Linked DNA regions of Columba livia: region 2 is linked to region 1. Evidence: chromatin contacts called from public Hi-C data. All regions are on one chromosome and are shown on one strand. The core of a region is the stretch at or near the end of the contact, and the rest is flanking DNA. Distances in the headings are between cores, read along the strand shown.

Region 1 (2,550 bases), core at 15-2,514:
AGATCTGGGCTTCAAAGTGTCTCTACCAAATCTGTCAAAAGCCAGTAGATGGCAGGACTGACCCAGGACTTCACTTCCATGGGCACCATGGGCGCTCCCAAAATGCAAAACTGGGTGTGTCTATCCCCATTCCAGTTCTATAGCCTCAGACAGAAGCTTTCCAGGGGCGAAATAACTCCTCTGGGATCAAGGAAGGATTCAGAGCCATCTTCACCCCTAACAGCTGAGACCCGGAACACCTCGCAACCAAGGATGACAGTGAAAGCACAGCCCAACTTCAAGGTGCAAAAGCGTTGGGATCACAAGAGTAATAGGCTCGTGATAGGGCTCTAAACCTCCAAGCATCCAGATGTGCACCACATCTGCTTTTCCAGAGACAGAAGAGCATCGATGCTTATATCTCACTCCAGCATGGACAAATAGGGACCTGGACCAGAGCTACCAAGCTTCCCGCAGGTGTGGTGGGACCACAGCCTCCTTCATGGCAAATAGGGTCCTTGGGAGGCAAGTAACCTCAAATAATCTGTAACTTGAGTAACTTAACGTCAAGCAAGGACATATTTTGAGTAATGAGGTGGATCATTTGAGTAATCATTAAGCAACTGGCCTTATTTGTTCTGGCTGTTTGTGCAACAAAGTCACATCAGGTTTGTGTTTTCCAAAACACCTTTTGCAAAAAAAAAAATCCCAAAAACAGTTGGAAGAACTTTGTTCATTTTTAAATCCTCCAGCAAACAGCGAACCTGAGTGGAAAGGGCTGGTGTTGCAGTAAGCTTTGTACGGACTATACACAAAAATAAGAACCCTTGCGACATTGGCATAGTGGTAGATGGCAGCAGCTGCCGCTGAAATACAGCAGTTTCCAGGGTGGAAGCACAGAAACCACTTTCTCATTAGCATGCTCCAAAATGAGCAGGTTTTGACTTAAGCTCTTCTCATTTTCCAGTGAGAAGTGTTGGGGATATTTTATGCTTGTACGGAGCAAATCTGCCTCCCCTCGTAACCTCTTGTCTTGTCAGAAAAGATGAAGAACTGAATTTTCTGCTGAGATTTCGATCTCTACTTCCACAGTCCAAGTAAACACATTCAAAGCACTTAAGGGCTGTCCCACCATGGCCCTCAAGTTCCAAATCACATGTTGGGTTTAACGAGCCACTAGTTTTAATGCTCTATAAATGCTGGGCTCTTGTTATTTATTTTCTTATTATTATTTATGTTTTTAATTATTGTAGCTGCACATTTTCAGGCCTTTCACTCCAGGGCTTTACAGTAGCTGAGGTTCTCACAATTTCTGGTGCTGGGGTCTTGGGAATTAGAAAAAAAGATGTATAGTAGAACCAGAAATTGTGAGAGTTGGCAGAACTGATCATATCATGCTTGGGATTAAACTGTTGAATAACATCTCTTGCATTTGACAAGCTGTCATACCCTCCCTCTCTCTCAAATATACATATATCTATCAAAGAAATCTTTGCCACATGTGTTCAAAAGGAAAAACTGCAAATATCTCTTCTACCATATCCTAAGCGTACAAGAATATAGCCCATGAGTAGGAAAGAAAGACAAAAAGAGAGTGAAGAGGAAAAGAAAAAGATCTCCATATGTAATCTATTCCTCATCTATAGGCTCGAGAGCATGTGCAAACTGACCTTCAGATATGTCCCCTGGCAATACCACTAATATAACTTGCTATTTGTATAGGGTAAGTAGCCTGCTGAATGCTCTTCCCATCAGCCCTTGTTCCCTTGCATAAGTACTTGGTATGAGCAAACTCTGAGAAGTTAAGATAGGAAGGAGATGGTCCAGAAGGCCAATGCATCAAAAGGATCATGACCAGCATATGGAGGGAGGTGATTCTGCCCCTCTGCTCTGCTCTGGTGAGACCCCCTGCAGTGCTGGTCCAGCTCTGGGTCCTCAGCACAGGACACACTTGGAACTGCTGGAGAAGAGCCAAAGGAGCCACAGAAATGATCTGAGGCTGGAACAGCTCTGCTGGGAGGACAGGCTGAGAGGGTTGGGGTATTCAGCCTGGAGAAGGCTCCAGGGAGACCTTATTGTGGTCTTTCAGTGCTTAAAAGGGGCTGATAAGAAAGATGTGGACAGACTTTTTGGCAGGGCCTGTTGCAACAGGACAAGGGGTGATGGTTTTAAATTAAAAGAGGGGAGATTCAAGCTAGATACGAGGAAGAAATTTTTTATGAGGATGGTGAAACACTGGCCCATGTTTTCCAAAGAGATGGTGGATGCCCCATCCCTGGAGACATCCCAGACCAGGCTGGACGGGTCTCTGGGTGAAGATGTCCCTGCTCATGGCAGAGGTTGGACTAGATAACCTTTGAAGGTCCCTTACAATCCAAACTATTCTATGATTCTATGATTGGAGGAGGCAGCCAGGTCTCATAACCCTGCTCGTAGCTTTTTAGCCCATGGGGTTGTCCATTGTAGCATCCTTAAGAGCCTTGCAAAAGCATGAGCAGGCATCAGGACACAGCTATGCTGATGGCTTTTAAGTTTAGTTCTTTGCTCACAGCAGAGATGTTATGAAGGTAA
Region 2 (2,550 bases), core at 22-2,521, 57 kb after region 1:
CCTCTGGAAAGAGTTGGGGTCTCCACTGAGCCCTTCAAGCACTATCTTCAGTGCCTTTCCTAAGAGGGGGGAATCACCCCAAAAATGCAACTCGAGGGGCGGGCACAGGCTGAGGTATCCAGCATTTAGGTACCTTAATGAAGACAACAGCATGAGTCCCTGAAGGCCATTTCAATTTGTGATGCTTGAAATCAAAAGTATGTTTTATGAAGTCAAAATCAAGAAAGAAAAGGAGAATAATAATTAAAAAAAAAAAAAAAAAAAAAAGAAGGAAAAGAAAAAAAGAAAATATAAAAGAAAATAAAAGAAACCTCTTTTAACTTGTACTACAAACAGAAATGGGGGTTGACCCCAAGCATTGCCTGGGAAGTGCGTTTCAGCTTCTGGCTTTGGTTTAGACAAATCCTGGTTTCCCCAAACAGCTGGAATTTCCCCCAAAGCTGAACTTCCCACAGCATTTCAACCCAAGCCCCCAACAGGGAGGTGTCATAAGTCCAGAGAGGAGTTTGTCAGTCCTGCAGCAGAGCTTGGTACCTGCCAGGGACAGACATGTTACTCCCTCCTCTCTGGGTCGAGTGACCCAGCAGGTCTCACCAGCATCCCGATTATGCCAACTATCCCACAAAAAAACCCATAGACTTCCCCTCCCACCCCGAGCCCTGCAGATAATTAGGCAACACATCAGGGGCTGCTGCACTTCAGAAGGGTGGTTTGGTGTTTTCCCGGCTGATGTGATACTCATCTCGGTGGCGCGGGTGGCCGTGGGACAGATGGGGTGGCTGACGACCACAGGAAGACTTGGATGTCCTCATCTGCCACCCCCACTCCTGGGAACCCTTGCCCAGGGCACCACTGCTATCCTTTTTGCAAGGTTTGATGCTTCCAACCCCCCCTCATCACTTCTCACATGCACAGCTTGGGGCTAAATTTATTGCATGGGTTTGGCTGCTTGAGGCTGGAAGCTGATAGATCCTACAGCAGAGAGGACTAGTGACAACCACACACAGCAAGTCCAACTGTCCTACAACCTGGACCTGAAGGAGTCACGTCACAGCTCCCCCTGACGTCTATCCAACAAGTCCCTTAGGTATTTAAACTGCTAGTTATTATCTCCAACCAGGTATTTATTATAAAATTTGTGATTGTTTGTTGCTTCATCTCAGTTCTACATGTGCCTGCCAGCTCCAGCCACTGAAAGGACTTTGTTTGCATGTCAAATCGTATGTTCAGTTTTGGGTCCCTCACGCCAAGGAAGACTTTGAGGTGCTGGAGTGAGTTCAGAGAAGGGAATAGAGCTGGTGAGGGGTTGGAGCACAAGTGTGATGGGAGCGGCTGAGGGACCTGGGGGGTTCAGCCTGGAGAACAGGAGGCTGAGGGGAGACCTTCTTACTCTCTGCAACCACCCGAGAGAAGGTTGGAGTGAGCGGGGGGGTTGGTCTCTTCTTTCAAGTAACAAGCAATAGGATAAGAGGCAATGGCCTTAAGTTGTGCCTTGGGAGGTTTAGATTGGATATTAGGAACAATTTATTTCCAGAAAGGGCTGTCAGGCATTGGAACAGGCTGCCCAGGGCAGTGGTGGAGTCACCATCCCTGGAGGGGTTGAACAGACACAGAGATGAGGTTCTCGGGGACATGGTTTAGTTCCAGCATTAGGATAACAGTTGGACTCTGTCATCTTGAGCGTCTCTTCCAACCAAATGATTCTATGATTCTAAGATTCTGTGATTCTAAGTGCCATGCTTGGACACTTATTTCTCCATGAACCTTTCTCCACCTCTTGCACTGGGGTCTTTTAGCCCCTTTGGAGGATAACAGCCCACTCTCCCCTCTCTCCGCATGTCTGGCTGGTTGGGTATCCTCTCCACAAATGCCTGTAATAACACTATGCTGAGCCTCTGTAGCATCTTTCTCCCACACCCTGGGCCATCTCCAGCTGAGTTGTCTCTTTTGCACTGTGCAGTGCCCCAAAACCCGAGTCCTGCCCTGTGCTGGGGAGAGCAGAAGGGCTCCTTCACCTCTCTCCCACCCCTCCCATCGCCATCAGATCTTTGAATGGGGTCAGAGAAGCTCAGTGGGGTCTGTAGTGATGATAATGAATTATTTTCCACCCAGTGCACAACCATTTCTGTTTAGGGTCCCCCAAGCCCCTTTCAAACCCCGGGGGGTGAACACTGCCTTGTATGATGACACAGCAGAAGGCTCAGGGTAATTTTCTGGACAGCCCCATCCACGTGCTAATGACTGACATCTCTCTGTGATGCAAATTGTCCATAATTAGTGGTCATAATTAGTGGTTAGGAATCACACAGGCCTCTTCTGACTCCCTACATAGCTTTGGTCTATTGGAGAGGAGTAATTGCCACTCGGGGTAGCTTTGCACCAAGGGAGAAGGGCAGTTTTAAGCATCCTTGAGCTGCAATGCCCTTTGGGCAAGGGAAATAACCCATTTGCTCTTCGGCTATGCCCAGGACAATTTATTTCCCCTTTATATTAACCATGGGATACAATAATGCTCTTTTTTTTTGGAGTAAAGGCGGACTGAATCAAGCA

The links. Hi-C and Micro-C count contacts between places; a contact is called where the count stands out from the background.
Region 2: a Hi-C map of liver shows a contact between it and region 1, with 5 times the contacts expected there. The contact joins the enhancer-like site here to the promoter of LOC102089843 in region 1. A contact is called at or near these places in 2 of 2 Hi-C or Micro-C datasets (crop and liver).

What each region holds. Positions count from the first base shown.
Region 1 is chr2:160,752,411-160,754,960 of bColLiv1.pat.W.v2, forward strand. It overlaps LOC102089843 (ly6/PLAUR domain-containing protein 2), which reads right to left and starts at 1,265. Exons shown (of 3, transcript XM_005513746.3): 1 at 1-1,265.
Region 2 is chr2:160,809,125-160,811,674 of bColLiv1.pat.W.v2, forward strand. No RefSeq gene overlaps it. Among named protein-coding and RNA genes, the nearest start is that of TOP1MT, 39 kb to the right of the region's middle. Within about 2 kb of position 1,272, at least 1 of the 3 cell types and tissues checked has an H3K27ac peak away from gene starts, as active enhancers do.